2 separate regions of the Mus musculus genome follow, and region 1 is linked to region 2. A link is a contact called in public HiChIP or PLAC-seq data. All regions are on one chromosome and are shown on one strand. Each heading gives the region's core, a stretch centred on a gene start, on an enhancer-like site or on the middle of the called end of the contact. The rest is flanking DNA. Distances are from core to core; before and after follow the strand shown. Region 1 has its middle 5.6 kb from the start of Gm33951. Region 2 overlaps Pik3ap1 (phosphoinositide-3-kinase adaptor protein 1).

Region 1 (3,501 bases), core at 161-2,660, 120 kb after region 2:
AAACAAAGAGGTCACGGTGAAAATCAATAACCCTCATGGGAAGAGACAGAGAGGTGCAGTGACCCAGCTCTCCTAGTCTGTCTTCAAGTCCTTCCATGAAGTCTGAAGAGCTGAACAGCCCCAGTCAGAGTGCGGCCTGCCCATCATCATCCTCTGGGTCCCACCCTCCCCTGCAAGGTTGTATGACACTTTGTCAGAGCTATGTGGAACCTCTCTCTGGAAGACACACTTCCCTGCTGGCTGGCAGAGCCCATTGCTTGCTTTCTCCCAGTGTGAGGCTTCTAGGGGACTTTCATCATCTGAGAAGTCTGCCATATATCACAACAAGAAGAAGCTGAAAGCGAAAGGCACAACTATCTATTAGAATACTTACATTTGGGTCTGGAGAGCTGGCTCAGTAGTTAAGGGCAATGTCTACTCTTCTAGAGGCCCTGAGTTCAAATCCCAGCATCCATGTGGCTCACAACCATCTGGAATGGAATCTAATGCCTTCTTCTGGTGTTCACGAAGATAGAGCACTCATGTACATAAAATACATAAATAAGTACTTTTTTAAAGGAAAGAAAGGAAGAAGAAGAAAAAAAAGAATATCTTCATTCTTGGCAGAGCATGATGGAGCACACCTTTAATCCCAATATTTGGAGAGCAGAGGAAGATGGGTCCGAGTGAGCTAAATGCCATCCAGACCTGCATAGTGAGATGCTTTCTCAAAAAAGGAAGGAAGGAAGGAAGGAAGGAAGGAAGGAAGGAAGGAAGGAAGGAAGGAAGGAAGGAAGATGGTTACAAAGTCATCTTTAGGACTTTATGTTGTACCTGTGTTTGACATCAAGGGGGTAAGGAGATCATTATTTATAGAAAATCTCTGATGTGAAAATGGAAACATTATAGAAATGTTTATTTTTGCTGGGCATGGTGGCGCACGCCTTTAATCCCACCACTTGGGAGGCAGAGGCAGGCAGATTTCTGAGTTCGAGGCCAACCTGGTCTATGAAGTGAGTTCCAGGAAAGCCAGGGCTACACAGAGAAACCCTGTCTCAAAAAACCAAAGGGAGGAGGGAGAAAGAAATGTTTGTTTTTAATAAGTTTTATTGCAATCTTAATACATGTTCATGAAAGTAACATAGTGTGGGAATACAACACAACACAGATTTCCGATCTGTCCCATCTATCACAGTGAGACCTTTGGTGTGGATGAGCCTCTTCCTAAGACGCTCCATTCATAGCCTTATAGTTCAATAAAGTTTCCCAGGTGTCAAACCCCTAGAATTATAGCATTGGAAGGATGTGCAAAATTATCTAGTTCACCCTGCAGTTAAATTTAGATTCCTTTTCCACAGCACACATGACAGATGGTCACCTAGCCTCGGTTTGATATTTCTAGCAACGGAAAACCTCAAAATCCATGTGACAGATGCTTCAATTTTTGGACAGTTCTGCTGATTAGAAATGTGCAACATATGCTAAAATCAGCCTTTCTGAAGTGCCTGTCGACCGCTTCTAGATCGACTCAGACAGCACATCCATTCCTTCTCAAACCTGCCCATCTTTCCAGTCTCCCTTCAGCCTTGCTAGAGGGAAAACATGAGCCTTGAGCTGCCTTCTCCCTCCCCTAAAAGGCTTCTCTGCTCCTCTCAAAATGAACCAGCCAGTAGTGTAACTTCTTTGGGTTTTTGTTTTTTGTTTTGTTTTTTTTTTTCCTTTTCATTCTGAAAGACTGTCCCAGGCTGGCCTCTGACTTGCAGTTCTCCTTAGTTTTCTGAGTACAGAGATTAAAGGAACTTCATTAAGCCTGGCTCGATTTCTTCCTTGATTTACCTTACTTTAAGTACATGTCTCTCAGCACCAAGCTGTCAATCAAATCAATGAAATAGAATTTCTGATGGGTTATTAAGACAATAAAGGTGCAGCTGGGCATGGTGGCACACGCCTTTAATCCCAGCACTTGGGAGGCAGAGGCAGGCGGATTTCTGAGTTCAAGGCTAGCCTGGTCTACAAAGTGAGTTCCAGGACAGCCAGGGCTATACAGAGAAACCCTGTCTCAAAAAACAAACAAACAAACAAAAACAGACGTTAAAGGTGCATGTCAAAAATCAAACTGTTGTAACGCTTACTCCTCCATTGTAGTTTCTCATCTTTGGAGAGACAAACAGTAGCCTGTGATGGCCTTGCAACATTCAAATTCATTTTAATGTTGTTTTATTTGTGTGCTTTTCTTTGAAATAGGTTCTTCCTGTTTCCCATGTTGGTCTTGTCCTCCTTGGGTCTGGCATCCCTCTTTTGCCTCTGCCTTCCTAGGAAGCTGGCGTCACATGTACACATCTCTGTACCTGTATTTATGGGATTTCCCACCTATAGAGACATAGGTGCATGCACAAACAAGGCTTTTTCCATTTAACAATATACCATGAATACTTTTCTAAATAGTACGTAGGCAGAGCATTCTTTTGAATAATCTGTACCATTTAATAGAATATATCCATGAAATTTATTCAAATGTATACTCCCAGGTTAATTCAATGGATAAACAAAACTATATGAGGTGTACCTTCTGTGTACGTTGTTATATTCTTTAAAAAAAAAAAGATTTATTTTATGTATGTGAGTACACTGTAGCTGTACAGATGGTTGTGAGCCTTTATGTAGTTGTTGGGAATTGAATTTTTAGGACCTCTGCTTGCTCCAGTTGGCCCTGCTCAGTCCCTGCTTGCTCCAGCCCAAAGATTTATTTATTATTATACATAAGTACACTGTAGCCAACTTCAGACGCACCAGAAGAGGGTGTCAGATCTCATTTCAGGTGGTTGTGAGCCATGTGTTTGCTGGGATTTGAACTCAGGACCTTTGGAAGAGCAGTCAGTGTTCTTACTCACTGAGCCATCTCGCCAGCCCACGTTCTTATATTCTTCTGCTTTTACATCTATGGGCATTTTTATAGATGTGAAATTACTGAATTAAAAAAAATGATGTTCACACCTCTAGTAGCTATGGTCAGACACCAACTGGTTGTGCCCACAGTTACTGGCTCTGAATAGTGTATGTTAGGGGTGGGTTTTCATCTGGGGAGTGGGGTTTAAAACCTTCTCATTCACTACTCACATATATAAGCAATAACTAACCACCCCGAGATTAAAGACATATGTACAAATCTATAGAGAACCATTAAAATAGCAAAAAATTTGAACATGCACACTTATTTAACGTCCAGGTGGTGGTGTTCCTTTTAAAGAAATACTTTAAACTTGGAAGCCATGAATGAGTAGATGAGTTTCACCACGTAAACGTCTAACACACCACTAACAAGTTCTCCAGATAAAAAGTAGGCTGGGAGGGAATATTTGCAAGCTATGACAAAACATCTGTGTTTCTAGTATATAAACTGACAATATGACCACTCCGTGGTTAAAGGGGAAGGTAGATATGAGAAAGAGAACAGCCAGAGAACAGCCCAGAGCAGAGAAAAAAGTAAACTGAATATGGCCAGCAGACCAGACATGGCCAGAG
Region 2 (3,661 bases), core at 227-2,726:
CTGAGTTAAATGGTATGGAATTTGTGCTCTATAGGTTGTTAGCTGTGGCATTTGGGGAAGTGAACCTCTCTTTAACAGCAGGTAGCAACAGCATCCGTGGGGTTGCCATGTGGATTCAGTGAGTAAAACAGTGTGATGGTGTGGATCATGCCTCCTTCCTCACAGATCCAGCAAGCCGGGGCTCATTTGTGAAGAGCTTCCAAGTGTGCTTCTTCCTCTCCCCAAGGGTGAAGGCAAGGGACCCCCAGTCAGCCTGCACCTCCTACTCTACAGACTCCTGGTGGGGCTGGCGGTTCCGTAAGCTCATGGGCAGGAGAAGCAGGCTCCTTTCCCTGGTAGGTCCTGAAAGGGGTGGGGGAGTACTCAGCTTAGCCATCCTGGAAATCCCGCATCCATAAAACTGACGGGTTGCCGCTTAGTTATCTTATCTTTCTTGAACCTATTAAGTGGACTCAGAGGGAAAGAGCGCTAAGTCCTGCGCAGTGTGTCAGAATGCTTAGTGCTTCGTTGTACACGACAGGAAATCCAATCTCATTTAGATCAACCTCTCTGAAGGGTGGCACCAGGCCCCCTACAGGGAGTTCTGAAGAGCTCCGAGGGTGGTTTGGATTGCCACTACAGTGGAGGAACACGGACTCTAACCAATTCTAAATTGTCAAGCTGAGGAGATGGCTTAGTTGGTAAGACACCGACCGTGAAAGTCCAAGGAGCTAGAGCCCACACAAAATCTAGTTGTGGTCTCCTGCATCTGTGGCCCTGTGAAAGGGAGGCAGAGACAGAAAGATTCCCCAGAGCTTGCTGATCAGACAGTCTACCAATCAGTGAGCCCACGGAGGTCAAAGTCAGACCCTTCAAAAGATGATGACCTCTGACCTCCACAGACACATGCACACAGGCACATACGCCTTCATATCCACTGCATGCACGCGCACACACACACACACACACACACACACACACACACACACACACGGGGTCGGGAGGACTAGATATGTCTTTTAAAGTACATTTTGTACATTGAATTTTCTAAGAATTCAACATTGTATAAGGTTGTGAAGAGAGTTTCATCATTTAAGAAACTCCAGGTGCCAAGGCCAACACTGTTCTAGGTAGTTGAGTCACCAAGACAACAGACACATGTCAGTCAACATGTAAGGCTATGACGTTGGTGGTGGCTCTGAGTGTAGTTGCCTGTACAGGGCTATTTCACATGTCTTCACATGAAGACATGCCTATTCACATGTCTTCACATGCAGACATGTGTAAGCATGTGAAGTCTCCACTTACTATACACTCAATTAAGGCAGTATAGGGAAGCCAGTGGGTTTCATGTGTGTTATACCATACATAAATCGTGTGTCAGATAATAAAGCATTGTGAAACATTGTCATAAAAGGGCCCACAGAGACTGGTAGGGCTGAGAGCTTGTTGACCACAGGCCATGCTGTCAAGACGAGAGGCTTCCAGGCAAGCAGTGGAGGAAGTTGGAAAAAGTCTCTCTTGCTATGACACACAGCTGCAGCCCTGATGCTGTTGCAACACAGGCTCTTCACTGGGTGTTTTCAGAGATAATCAGGGCCTTTTGGGGGCCTTTCCCCCTTTGGACTAGCATGAAAAAAAAAAGCCATTTCTCAGCAGCAGGACAAAAGCAGAACCAGGCAGAGCTACTTACAGAGGTCTTCTGTGGCTGCTGGGGCGAAGGCAGCCATGGACTCGTAGAGCTCATCGTCACAGCCAGGGTTGAGGGAGCACTTCATCAGCAGGTCTGTGGATAGGTGGGCCATGGACTCGTACACATCGTCCGCCTCCTCCCCTTGCATCAACTCCTCCTTAATGTGTGTCTTCAGCATGTCCACCGTCTCCTGCGAGAGAAGACGGACCCATTGCACACTGAGGAATCTGGCTAGCTGGGCAGACTCAAGTCCATAGTGGACTTGAAGTGGGCAAAGGGTGTGGTCACGGACCAGGGTTATAGTTGTTTGCAGGTATTAGCGGGTATTCTTCGCCTGGCAGAGCTCTAACCTTTGTTCCTTCCTCTAACGCTAAATACAGAGTTAAGCAGTTATATCCTGGTTAAATGTTCAGGGGTCTGGGAACGTAAATAAAAACTACACTTCATGAGTACCTAGTAAGAATCAGGCTCAGCACTGGGCACAAACCAGCACCCACCTCCTTCGGAAACCCCCCCTCTCCCTCTTTTAGACGTGGAAAAACAAAGCTCAGAAAATCTAGTCCTCCCTGCAGGGCTCACATTCTCAGTTTTGATCCTTATAACGGCCCGGTGGGCACTCAGTGAGAAACAAATGACACAGAGGGCCACACAGATGCACAGCCTATGCAAGTGCGCCTGCACTTGTGCAACCAAGTGTCCTGAGGGATGTCTTCACCCCTGCACCTTATGGAAGGTTTATCCAAGTGCCTGACAATTTCCAGGGCTTTCTTCCCCGGCTATCAGCATTCTAGATGTCCCCAAAGACAGGGACCTTACATAAAGGAATCTTGATGTCAGAAAGGCTAGCCCTGTCCCTCTGTCTCCAGATAGTATGAGGCTGTGGGCTGACTTCCCCACAACCTGTGAACAGCTTTTCCTGGCCCAACAGCTTAGTGTGTGTCATAATCCTTACCTCTGCCTCAAACCACAGACAGCTCCCTTCTCCTCATTAACTCCTGGCAGAGGCCACCTTTGGTTGGCACTATGTTAGTTTCCTGAATCCAGTAACAGTTTCTTATGTTTGGGATTCCAGGTTTAGCATTTGGCAAATAAATAAATAAAATGTGCACTACTTATAGGCCAGTGGTTCTCAACCTTCCTAATGCTGCAACCCTCTAACCTGGCTCCTCATGTTGTTGTGGCTCCCAACCATAAACTTATTTTTATTGCTACTTCATTACTGTAATTTTGCTTCTGTTATGATTCATAATATAAATACCTGTATTTTCCAATGGTCTTAGATGACCCCTGTAAAAGGATTGTTTGATTCCCCAGGGGTTGAGAACAACTATCATAGGCCATGAGCAACATGTAGGGACCACCTTTGGCAGCAAGGCTAAAGTGGTGTTGGTAGAAGGTGACTTAGCTAGAAGTCGAGAAGATATGAGAAGTATGATCCAGATTAAAGCTCAAGGCACTCTGAAAATAACACTTTAACCTCCCCTGATACTCAGAGCAGGATAACAAGCCCCAACTTTAGCAGCAAACTAGGTTCAAATCCCATCTCCACCTTGGCACAATCACCTTGGCTTTCTATGTACTTTTCCTCAATTATAAGATGAAGGTCTTGGCCCCTTCAACTTCAAAGAAGTGTGGTGAAAAATTAAGTGGCACGGGGCATTTGCTGATCAACTGAGCTCAAGAACTTAGTCACTACTCCAAACACAGAGTGGCCTTACTGAAAACGACTAACCCAAAAATGGTATGCTGTGTTTAGCACATGTGTGATTTCAAACTAATGCCAAGTAAAACCTCTTGAGAGTGTGAGTGCCTTTGAGCCCATGTATGCCAATGAGGACCCAAACAAGGTTTTAAACTATTCTGAGTGTTTGAAATACCTACATGTCCTTCAAAGCAATGGGGCCCCTCTTCACCCCTTGGCTTCGCCACCTTATGAATCATCTGTCACAGAGCAGAGTGAAGTTTCTGATGATGTGTCAGGCTCACTCC

The links. HiChIP or PLAC-seq counts read pairs in DNA pulled down with a chosen protein or histone mark.
Region 1: a contact with region 2 is called in an H3K27ac HiChIP or PLAC-seq map of the HPC-7 cell line, with 9 times the contacts expected there. The contact joins two enhancer-like sites. A contact is called at or near these places in 3 of 15 datasets of contacts at CTCF or cohesin (CD8 T cells, large pre-B cells and pro-B cells), 20 of 484 Hi-C or Micro-C datasets (CD4 T cells, DN3 thymocytes, the G1E-ER4 cell line and 13 more) and 9 of 115 datasets of contacts at active chromatin or transcription factors (the 230-238 cell line, the HPC-7 cell line, Th17 cells and 6 more).

The regions. Positions count from the first base shown.
Region 1 is chr19:41,437,766-41,441,266 of GRCm38.p6, forward strand. No RefSeq gene overlaps it. Among named protein-coding and RNA genes, the nearest start is that of Gm33951, 5.6 kb to the right of the region's middle. Within about 2 kb of position 1,411, at least 6 of the 459 cell types and tissues checked have an H3K27ac peak or open chromatin away from gene starts, as enhancers often do. A contact at or near this core is called in the HPC-7 cell line, where this site is marked.
Region 2 is chr19:41,319,830-41,323,490 of GRCm38.p6, forward strand. Pik3ap1 (phosphoinositide-3-kinase adaptor protein 1) reads right to left here. Exons shown (of 17, transcript NM_031376.4): 8 at 1,673-1,862. Among named protein-coding and RNA genes, the nearest start is that of Gm52406, 39 kb to the left of the region's middle. Within about 2 kb of position 1,477, at least 70 of the 459 cell types and tissues checked have an H3K27ac peak or open chromatin away from gene starts, as enhancers often do. A contact at or near this core is called in the HPC-7 cell line, where this site is marked.